Linked DNA regions of Drosophila melanogaster: region 2 is linked to region 1. Evidence: chromatin contacts called from public Hi-C data. All regions are on one chromosome and are shown on one strand. The core of a region is the stretch at or near the end of the contact, and the rest is flanking DNA. Distances in the headings are between cores, read along the strand shown. Region 1 holds the start of ss (spineless). Region 2 holds the start of Hmx (H6-like-homeobox).

What was found. Hi-C and Micro-C count contacts between places; a contact is called where the count stands out from the background.
Region 2: a contact with region 1 is called in a Hi-C map of the Kc167 cell line, with 4 times the contacts expected there. The contact joins the promoter of Hmx here to the promoter of ss in region 1. A contact is called at or near these places in 14 of 107 Hi-C or Micro-C datasets (the Kc167 cell line, the OSC cell line, the PNm cell line and 5 more).

The regions. Positions count from the first base shown.
Region 1 is chr3R:16,400,511-16,406,549 of dm6, reverse strand. It overlaps ss (spineless), which reads left to right and starts at 2,867. Exons shown (of 8, transcript NM_057400.4): 1 at 2,867-3,154; 2 at 4,206-4,710. The coding sequence starts at 4,655.
Region 2 is chr3R:17,555,728-17,561,679 of dm6, reverse strand. It overlaps Hmx (H6-like-homeobox), which reads right to left and starts at 2,750. Exons shown (of 3, transcript NM_001300447.1): 1 at 1,487-2,750. The coding sequence starts at 2,316.

The sequences.
Region 1 (6,039 bases), core at 1,618-4,117:
GCGGCTACTTATCGGGCGCAAGGTGGGCGGGGGTATAAGGGTTGGAGAAACGGTTGGTCAGTTGCATTTTTCGAAAAAGGTAAACATTGTTCTATATCCCGTTGAAGCTGATTGTTTTGGCGGTACAAGCTCAGATATAACGAATTGGTAAATACCGTGCTTTAATCCTCATCTCATAAGAATCTTAAAAATGATAAAGATATTTTCTTCGATAGCTTTATTTCAGATATCAAGAGACTTTTGATGATCTTTTCGTTTGTAAGGGATATTTTTTACTTTTAGAAAGTTATGAATATAGTTGTGGGAATACTTATACTTTTGAAATTGCTAAGACATAATGAACAGGGGGAAACCTCTTCAATTTCATTCTCCCTTCTCTCCGTGGTCTGATACTCCCTGCGTTACTCTAATCAAAAGGTATGCCCAGATTGCACTTTGTTTACATTTATACTTTATGGCTTTACCTTGTTTTAAGCTCACCGCTGTTGTTTATGTACACAGAATAATTATATTTAATTGGCGCCGCCAATGGATCGGAGTAAACATTATGGGGAAATGCATAATGGTCTTCCCTTCTTTCTGTGGAATTTTGTATATGACCCTTTGGCTGGTTAGCAGCGGAGCTGCACAAAAAAAAAACATTTGTATCTTTTCTGTTCGGTTCTTTTTTTTTTATCGTTTTGCGGCTTTTGTGTCCCGCTAATGTTGTCGGTCTGATATATCGGGGAGGGTTATCCCCTACTTAATTGGCAAATTATATAGATCCATATAGAGTGCTTGTCTAGATGTGATCAGCAGTGACATTGATGTGACCAGGCAGCTGCTGAGCAAAGGCAGCGAGCAAAAACAAGTTAATAAGAAACTTGTTACGAAATTAGGCAAAACGAGGGGTAGATTGCGAAGTGTGGGTCCAGAGTAGAAAGTCGCATTAAGGATGCCGGCGAAAAACATTCATAAGTCCTCATCGGGGAAACGACGTCATCGCGAAATTGTCGGACGAGCAAGCAGTCAGCAAAGAAACCCCAGAATAAATATTTATCATATACAGTGGGATTGTGTATATTTTGTATGTATTTTTTTAGTTAATAATGAGAAAATAATTATTAAGCACATTTAAAAAATCCATTCAGTTCTTATATATATTTTGCTATTTTTTACAGTATTAGGTGTAAGGTCATAATATTGGCCCTCAATTTTAAAGATCAATTGATGACTGTACTTTAAAGCGATAATGCAAGAAGAGGAAAGGCAGTGCAAAATAAGAATATTTAGAGGGAGGTGGAATAAGCACCTGCACTGTGCACTTCTCTTACGAAGTGGAAGCGTAAATTGATAAGCTGCAAGCTGGAAAAAGTTGCAACGCACCAAAACTGGTTGCAAGCCCTTCCACTTTGCTACACTTCACTCCACTCCACTCGACTCAGCTCACTTATTAGTGCCACCGATTGACATGCGCTGCCTTCTGTTTTGCTCATTCTTCGGAGTGGATCCTCTTCTGATTCTCCCGATTCTTCTGATCCTGCTGTCTTCGGAGCTGCTGTTGTCCTTAGTTTACGCAGCGAGATTTGAGTGAGACACCAGACTGCTGGAGATTCTAGCTGAGGAAATATTGTTTTCTTCAGCCTTCTGACTTGGCATTGAATAGTTGCACGCAATACAAATACAGTGCCAACAATTTCGTACATGGCTGACGTCACAATAAAAGAAAAATGCTTTTTCGAAATTGAAGGCATTCTACAGTGGTCATTCGATAACAATAATAATGTTTTATTAGAGTGGACGTAAGTAATCAAATTAGGAAACCACACAAATGAACTACAATGGGCTGCATGATTGAAAGGGCTCGAATATTGTGGCTTTCCAGCGCCACCAAGTATGCAACACGTTTTCAAAGGAAAAAGTTCATAACGTAACATTTCGCCAACTTTTAAAAATAAACATAAAATTATTTGGTAAATCACAGTAATCATATTAATTACAAAATGAATAGCTTGTATAGATTGTTATTAAAGTTAATTACAATTACTTATTAAAAACTTCTTTATGAGTGCCAACTGTACCTTTGACGAGTGCATCTCCATCGCCATCTGTGACATGCGGTCAAAGACGGACGCAGCATATGGGCCATGGGATAAAGGGGCCTCGTACACTGTCCAATCGGGTTCTTGGGCACGGACATTTTGCCCGTCTAGGTGTAGGAATATGATTTCTGGTTTTGTGCAGGGCAGCGGTGTGCATTTCGTTCTCCTTGTTCTTTTGCGGTTGTCAGGTGGCACATGTGAATAAATCATTCGCGATAAGCGCGAAGTGAGTGCTCATGTTTATGGCCTTAATGGTTTTGGTCACACCAAATAAAATTTGCATTTCAGTGGCAAAACGAGGTAAAATCCGGCTCAGATAAGTTTGAAATAGGAGAAGAGTATGGCGGATAGATGCCATTGAGCGATAACACTGATAGCTCTTAATTACCGCCTAATTAATTAAGAGATGAGCGATGTGCCCCGAATTTCTATTTCCAGTTGGTAGTGCGCTGGAAAGAGTCGGCGCTACTAGGCTGTCAGTGTAGTATGTGTGTGCGAACACGCCCCCTATAACGAAACTACAGGGTGCGAACGAGATAGCTGCAGCACTTCCAAGACCGACTTGGTTGGTCGCTCCCTTCCAGTCGCACGTATGGCGACGCTGGAACGGTTGGTAGTGGAACATCGTTCGCTCTGTCTCACTCCCACGCGACCGCGTCGCTTGGCGATCGCTCGTTGCCAGGACGACTGGAAGTGGCCCCAAACACGCCGCCCGCGTGTTCCATGGCCAGTGTGTTCCGCCAGGACTGGTTTTTCCATTCGTTTCGTGGCGCCGCTCAGTTCTTGTTGGAATCTCAAAGCGTTTACGTGGCCGCAGCGCAGCAGAGTCACGTTTGAAAGAGTGCGAGTGAGAGATAGCGACTTAGAGCACCGCGCCGAGTGCGAGTGAGAGAGCGCGCTCCATCGCCTTTGTGCCTCGTTTCAAATGCCCGTTTGTCCGTTTTTTTGGCACTGTTGTTCATTCATTCACTCGCTTCTGGCGCTCGCGTGCAGTTGCAGTCGCTGCTCCCTCCTAACGGTTGTTTCGCCGTCGCCAGAATCCCGCTAAAAGGTGCGTGCGTGTTTGTGTGTGCGTGAGTGTCCCCCGAATAAGGCAATACAACAACAATAGAGGCGAAAACAGAAACAAAAGCGAAACGCAGCACGCGATACCCTGTAACTGGAGGTTCTGTAAAGGCTTCGAGGAGTCACGTGTGCGAATTGCAGACCGCCGGCGGTCATTCACTTCTATCTATTTTACTATTCCAACACACCCACGCGCGCGTGTGTGTGTGCGTGCCTGAAAAATGTCACTTTGACAACTCGCCTCTGGTTGCTCTGCCGGCGGATCTGCCTACGTCGACGTCGATCGTGCCGCAAAATGAAAATGATTTGCGTGCCGTTCTTGCGTTAGCGCTTTTGGTTCCGTGCCGATTTTGATTTCCTCTGTTGCATGCGTCGTCATCGCAAACATCGCCCATTGATAAACCAGAGCCCACGAGCAACAACACTACCAACACAAACGGCAAAAGTGCAAGTGAAAAAGCAAAAGTGTTGCCACGAAAGAACCAAAACAATAACCTGCAAATCGCAGCCACTCGAATCAAAACAAAACAACACAAACAACAACTCGTTTTTGAAAGCAATTGAAAAAGGATTGAGGGATTTTTACAGTTTTCTGACTAGAATGTGCCATTCAAATTAATCAACACTATTGGTTGACTCTGATGTTTAATAACTTGCTAACATAATCTGTTATACTTTTTTAGTCCTTTGTGAGAAAAAATTGAAACAAATTTAAATATATTCTTTTTATGAATAATATATTTTCAAAATTTACCAAAATATAATTTTCAAAATAAAGTAAAGCCTTAATATCATATTATACTATTCTACAATGCAAGGCAAAATCAAATCGTATTAGACAACGGCTCCATGACATTGCCAACTTAAACTAATTGGATTTATTTTAGATAAACTGAAATCATTCTCCGTCGGGACTAATTACTTAAAAAATCTATTAGGTTGAACCGAAGTTATCGCCTTAGAAAATCATACAACCCACAATCGAATGAAAAAAAAAATCAAAATTCCCAGCCTTTCTCAATTGCTGAATCACAGTTTCGCATTAAATCCCTCATTTAGCTCTAACCAACTGAAACTACAGTGCAATATACACAAAAAAATAAAAAACAAAAACAAAAGGAGCGCGAGAAATGAAAAAGCAAACAAAATGTAAGCGTGATGATAATTAAAAATAAATACAAAGAAGAAAAAAACGAAATTTACGCGTGGCTACAACTCCGAAACCGAAAACCGCAGCAGGATCTCAGCGGATCTGATCGCACTCAGCTCCTGGCTGTGTCTGTGTGCGAGTCCGTGTGTGTGAGAGTGTGTACCCAGAGCAAGCCAAATCAATAAATAAAAACCAATTACAAAAGGAAAAAAAGCGAAATAAGAAAGCCACGACGAGGAAACAACCTGTACGACAGACGAGCAGAAGGCAGCAGAAGACAACAACGAAATATTGATACGAAAAATAATAAGAGTTAAAATCATTCACGACGGCGACCATAACGAACTCCGCCCTAGCAATGAGCCAGCTGGGCACCGTCTACGCCACCAAGCGAAGGCGACGCAACGGCAAGAGGTGAGTCCAAGCCCCAGTCCAATCCCACAAACCAATACCGATCCGAATCCCAAGATACAGATACGGATACGGATACAGATTCAGATATAAATGCACAGCGGGAGGCGGAATGTTTGTGGAGCGGGTTCTTGGGTGCTCTGTTATTACTGAAAGATTTCAATCAATGCGATTGGCTGCACTTACCACTTACCAGCTTGCCACCTTGTGGCGCCACCCGCTGACGATCCATCAATCTCCGTAGCTACTGGTCTTGAATACCCCAGATTCGATTATTAATGATCCGGTGGCCACTTTGTTGACAAATTGCCATCGCCATTGACTTTTGACTTGGCCCTCGGATGAAATGAAGGGCGGTGAATTCCCCCTTTGCCGCCCGATAGCCTCAAATTGATTTGCATTATGCATGTCGGGGCAGGTTACCGTGAAATTACAGTAGCCAAACAGTTGATGGAGATGATGATGAACGGTCATGCTGATGATGATGACGATGACGGCGGCCCCTCCGGCTGTTCGCTGGGGGAGATCGGAATCTGCCTGTCCCAAGGTGCACATAATTTCTGATAATTTTGTGTACTTAGCTGCTGCAACCGCACAAAGCATAATGTTTTCAATATAAATATATGAGAACTCACGCATTATCATGAGCAGCACTGCTAAATATGCAGAAGGCGAGGAGCGGCAACTGCAGCCCGGCCACGCCCCCTCGCCAAGTGCAGACCACCGATCGCTAATGTTGCGACCCCCATAATCAAGAGCCACTGATCAGCTTCAGCGCCTCAGTCTTGAAAGGGTGCAGAACGGGGCAGCTCAGGTCTGCGTAGATTATCTTCGGAAAAGCGAAGAACCAGGATCTATTTAGGATAAGCACGCAGTTGATAGATTGGTTATCCAACTCATCTAATATGGCGTGTAATGTTCGTCTACTTAGTTGTAGTCGGATTAGTAAACCAGTTATTAACAGTATAGCTCCATTTCAAAGATACTCTACGGGGAATATTTACTATTAACCGCTTAGCTTTAGTATTAAAATTTTACATTAGATGTTTTAAAAGATTTCGATATAGACCTTATAGATAATAATAACTTTATATGTTATTATGATATTATTTCTATTAAAACTTTACCAACTTAAACTGAAACATTTGTTTGTACAAGGCGTTGTGCACTTCAGAGTAAGTTCCTTGTGTGCAATTTAATTCCCCTTCTCCTTGAATTTCGTTTTTATTAAAGTTCCCGACTACGCCGTAAAACTTCAACTTAATACGTTTCACCATCGACAGGCAGTCGCGTAATTCGCTGTTCTTGCTAGTCTGATAAAGAACAAAAAAC
Region 2 (5,952 bases), core at 1,501-4,000, 1.2 Mb before region 1:
CGAGGACTAAAACGTCTGGGGGAGTCCCCCTCCCATTCTCTCGTAAAATAAAAGTGCAACTTATAAATTCTCTTGGTTGTTTTTTTTTTTTTTTAATTCAACACATGCGTTAATCGAGCTGCCTGGAAATTCGATCGCTGACTCAAAAAGCCGGCTAAGTGGGGTTAATATGCCAGCGTTTATGATATGAATGAAATGAATAAAAAACGCATTTGCACTGAGACAAATTTAAATTGAATCAATGGAATATGTTGCAAGAGAAATAAGCTCTTTAATGAATAGTACCTAAATAAATATAGATTTATGTAGGTGTACATTTTTCGAGTGCTATTTTTCACAATTAAATTTTACAAAATCCGTTAATATTAGCTCGGACTTGTTTATTTCCAGTGCACATTGTGTATCAATAAGTTGCATTCGCACAACAAACAGCTGTAGAAACGTACCAGTTTTTGTGGGTCAGCTTGGAGGGACTGAGGGTTCATTCATTCGAAAGGACCACGTTTTGCATACGATACTGGAGCATTGTCAGTCCGTCAATCAGCCGGACAGTCGGTTACATTCATTCCCGAAGCGGTGCATTAAATTTCATCTAACAAATGTTATGTAACTCGATAGTCTGGCCAAATTGCAGGGCAAAAATGGTTTAGACCTTTTCTGCATATATTCGAGGTCAGCTAGCGTCCAGTGCAACTAAAAACGGTTCCATTGGATTTGCTTTATCTGTCTGGCATCTGGAATTTGGAATCGTTAGATTCTCGGAGCACAATGGCATGGTACTTTAGCCATTTGCATCTTCACCCACTTAATGTCTCGTGTAACGTTTGCCCAACAATTTTCGGTCTTATCGACCATCTCCCGGCTACCATCTCAGTCCGTCTCCATCCCATTTCTCCTCTTTGTGCACTTCCTGCGAAGAGATTTGTGTCACCTTGCCTTGTCTTCCCCTAGGACGATTATACAAAATTGGCCCAACCCGAGGGCGAACAAGTGGAATGGCAGCCTCTTTGGGTTTTGGGCTCATTGAGGCAAGGCTTGACTTTTTGGTTTCAGTTCGCCGGCGAACGTCCTAATCTGGGTCGCCTACACTGAGCAATAAATGGGTATGGTACTTAAGACGAGTGATTTTTATTATTACAAAAAAAGGTATTCAATGGGAAATCCTTGGGCATATGAAATTATACTCATTTAATTTCAGTAATTATAGGGTTAAAATTTGAATGAAATTTTAGTTCGAGTTTGTATTTTTTTAAAATATCTTGCGGATCAAAATTAGGCGGAATAGCTGAATATCGTCAGAAGTAACTAATTATATATGACAGATGGATGGACTAAATTTTTGCAGATTAAATTGTTAAAATGAATTGAAGTAAAATGTTGACACTAAGATTTTTAAATTTGGCGACTTCATATTTACAAGATTAATCACATTTGAAATGGGAGGGCTATTTTTGACTAGAGCAAGTCTGGAATGTTTTTTAATTACCTGGACAACATGGCCGCATCCTGTGGACCGCCGGCTCCTGGTTGCGGCAACTGCGGGATCGGAGTGATAAGTCCGGCGGCGCCGTTCTTCTTGGCCGGCTCACTGCGACTCAGGATGCTGGAGATGGAGAAGCTGGTGAATCCGTTGGAGCCGGTGGTGCTCTTGCCGCCGCCGCCCCCGCTGCTCCCGTTGCTGTCGTTGCTGTTGTTGCTCAGGTTGGCCGCTGCCACCGCTGCTGCTGCCGCCGCTGCGGCCGCCGAGGCGCAAGTGTTGTTGTGATTGAGGGCCTTACTGTTGTTGTTGTTCAGACTGTGTCCTTGCACCTCATCGCCGCCATTCCGCTCCGGACTCTTCATTGGCGGACTAAGGCGCTCGACATGCGACTGCTGGTGTTGCTGCTGCACCTGCAACTGTTGCTGCTGCTGCTGGCCGGTGGGCGTGAGTGCGTGCTGCAGCAGGGCGGGATGTGTGGCCCCGTGGGCGGGATGCAAGTGGCCAAAGGTGTGGAGCGCGTGATGCAGCGCCACCGGATGGCTGCCCAGGCTGCTCAGATGGTGCTGCAGATGATGGTGCAACACCGCCGGCGGCACAGCGCCTCCGCTGGGACTGTGATGGAAGTGATTGCCGCCCGAGGCGGACGTTGTGGGCGTGCCGGCGGCCGTGTTGGGCGTATTGGAGCGATGGGTAGGCGTGGCCGGGGGCGAACTGCCGTCGGCGGAACGGGCCGGCGAGCGGGCCAGCAGCGGACTGTCGCGGGCAGCGGCGCCCAAAGGACTCGGCTCCGGACTGGACACCACACTGATGTCAACTTCGGCCTCGGAGGAAGACATAGCTTGAGATTTTTGCTTAGATTTGCAGTTTAAACGTTTAATTCAGCACTTTTGTTCTTCAACTTGCACTTGTGTGTGTGTTTTTTTTTTTTTGTTTTATATATATTTGTTAGGAAAATAAAGAATTTTCCAAACCTTGTACACTTCAGTCGTGCCACGAAAAACTCGTTAAGGGAAAACGCCGAGCGCTACCGTTGGGAGAAACACGTCTGCACCGTTTGATCAACGTTTCGCATTTGAATTTAAATGCGGCTGTTAACAGACGCAGTCCTGAGTTCTGTGTTCTGAGTCCTTCGTCCTTTCTGTCTCTGTATGTATGCGAGTGCTTGTGTGTGTCTGCGTGTGTGTGTGTGCTTGTGTTTGTGTGTGGCAAAGCGATCGTTTAGTGTTTTTATTGTTTCAGTCTCTGGATTTTTAACCCCCGGTCTCGTGTCCGGAGAGCGTGGAACTGAAACTGAGACTGAGGTGGTTGGCTGGCAGCCCTGCAAATTCTTTTGGTCTTTGCGCTAAATGGTTTTCCGCACTCACACACACACTTGCGTATTTGCTACCCCTCCTGGGAGGGTGTGTCCCACTCTCTCTCTATCGCTCTCGCTGTCCCTCTCTTTCACCGCCTGGTGGCCCACCCCTTCTGCCGCTCTTTTTCATTCCATTTGCAGTTCGGAATTTCTTTTCGTTTATTTCGACAATTGCACTGCAACCGCATCGACAGACACTTTTCGCATTTTCCTCCTTTACTATTTTTTCTCTGCGGTGCTGGTGGAGTGCGCTTTGGTTTTCCTACCCCCCGAATGGGAAACACTTGGCATTTGGAACGCGTCTAAAGTGGGGGCGCACTCGGCTCGACTCGAATCGCTTCGCTCGGCTGGTGTCTATTGAAATGCCAATATAAAATCAATCAATTGCCACCTAACAGGGGTCAAGTGTTGCTCTGTGGCGCCATTGAAATTTCCCAGCCAGCCAGATGCAAACTTTTTCGACCAGAAAAGTGTGTGCCGAAAATGCACCAGTCGATTGCAACCTTGCGGTTAGCAGATTGAGCGGTGAAAGTTTCAACAAATGGGGTTCGGTGATATAGATAAATCATTGAATTGCTAAAATATCGAAAGAAATAAACAAGCAACTTATAAATTATGCAAAGAAAAGTAAAAGAGGTTTTGTGGGTGTTATCAAATGTATAAAATATCAAATGTATTTATTATGTTTGATAACGAAATGGTGAAGAACAACGTTAATCAAAAACGATATTATCAAAAATACGAGGATAGAAGGTATCCTTAAGAAATTAAGTGAAAGATTTTCAACAATTATATTTAAATAATTAAAAATATGTAAGCAATTTCCCAACGTATTAAGTTATATTTAGTATCGTTCATGTCATTGTAATGCATTCCCGTTTCTTCTTTTATTTGGAATCTCTGAGCTTTCTACCTTATAGCATGTTTCATTCCACAGCGTTCCGTTCCCCAAAGAGAAAACCTCCCCCAAAAAGCGAACAGGCGGCCATTTTTGCGAAGGAGCTCTGCAAACTTTGCAGAAAAAGAGCGGGTGAGAGCAAGAAAAAGTTAGAGAGAGAGAGAATGAGAGAGAGGGCAAATTGAATTTTTAAATGCTTTCGCTTTTTATGAGACAACCACGAGGCATTCAAAGAGTGTTGCAAACGATTTGCTCAAAACAAAACAAACATTATGCGAGTCAATTACCCGTCGAAAGAGAGAGACGGCGAGACCGGAGAGAGCACTCTCTTTGGGGGCGTGGCCAGTGGAGGGCCAATGGGGTGACAGCTCCTCGAAATGTCGGAGAACGCTTTTCAGCGACGGGAAAAGCGAGCATAAAAAACACAACCAAACAAATGGGTAACAAACATTTGCAGCTCAGACAGCGACGCCGAAATATGCGTAGAAATTCATGCGCAATTACATTTATCCTGTTTAGAAGATTGCTTTTGCCAAAGTGCGTCTCCACGTGCTGAGGGCAAGGCGCCACCCTTGCACCCGCCCAGCACCCCCATCTGCCACCCACCACCTCCCATTTCCCCTTGGAGGAGCTGTGCATGTGTGTGTGTGTGTGTGTTGACGGAGCCATCACCTGCGTCCGTAACACATTTTTCCGTAATTTCCCTCTGTGCATTGCTTGTTTTTGATTCGTTTTCGTGTAAGACTTTAGAGTGGGATTGGGGGTGTATAAAAAATAAATCCAATGGGGGACGGGGCTTTTCCGGGAAACAATGGAGTGGGGAATTGGAAGAATTCCGGCCACCTCGACGGTTTCAGAAATAGTGACACTTAGGTGGTGCCCCATTTCCATTTCAATCTCAATTCACAAATGGAAATTGCGTTCACTCAGCACCTTCAGATGATTTCATTTGTGTTTCGCTCTGTTCTCGAGGAAATTTCAACTCGGATTTGATTGCGCTCATTTGGGAAAATTGGAAATGCCATCAAAGAGGTTAACTAAAGGTTACACTGAAAAGTAAAGATCTTAAGGCTTTTAAGGATCACTTAAAAATATTATATATTTTAAAAAGTCTGTTGTACATTATATCGAATTAGAAGAATTAAGAGAAATGTGGTAGCTTAAGTAAAACTGAAAGAAAAAAACAGGCACATTATTATAGGAATCTGTGATAATTCAAATACATACCGTAGGAGATCCTTTTGCCTGTGCAGTTTAAAGGATGGACTGAGAAGGAAACTCCCATTAATCTCAATGCCTGACCGCTGGCCAAGGCAAGCCACAAAAATTTGGAAAAGCTCCTTTGCTTGGGAACATTTAAAAGAAATAACAAACTGTTCAACTGTCGGACAAAACGATTTCTACAACAAATTGCACTGCAATAAAAGAGCTAAAGCTGCAATGGAAAGAGATGGACACAGGGGTAGAAAGAGAGAGAGAGAGAGAGAGAGAAGGAGAAAGACAGGAGCCTCTGGCACACACTGCCTGTTTGTGTGTGTGAGCGAAAGGAGATGACATGAGAGGGTGGCTGAGAAGGAGGTCTAATTGACGTACGAGCAAAGTGGGAGTTGCAATTTTCATTGACTCCACTTTAGGATGCACACACACATAGAAACACACACACACACAGACAGACAGACACTCAGCAAAGTTTGCAATGCGAAAGAGAGGGGAATAGGGGCAGTGATAGAGAGGGCAAGCAAGCTGGGCTTAGCTTGCTCGACTTAACTGCAATTAATTTGGCAATTGAAGGTAGTCGAACAAAAACTAACATTATTCCTGCTAAATACCCGAGACACACTCCATTTCAATTTCGGAATTTTCCGAATTTCGATTTTCCAACTCACACACACAAACACATTAGGCAAATGGAGAAGGCTCTTGTCCATCCGTCTGTTGTAGAATTTTGTATAATAGGCAGAAAGCATGGTAAAACAATAAACGTGCAGAACGTGAAATGGAATGGTTAAAAGCAAATGGAGTTGTAGTTCCCGTCCGTGGGCAGAAGCCTCCATAAATATGGATCCTGGCATAGCAAAGTTGGGCTGACCAGACCACCCATCACATCATTATCATCGTTTCGGCTATTTGCGGCTATTAGTCAGCCAAATTTGTGTGACGCGCTTTCCTTCGCTTTTGGGGGCTTGGCTTTTGTCTTCTTTCAGAATGCAAACAATGGCG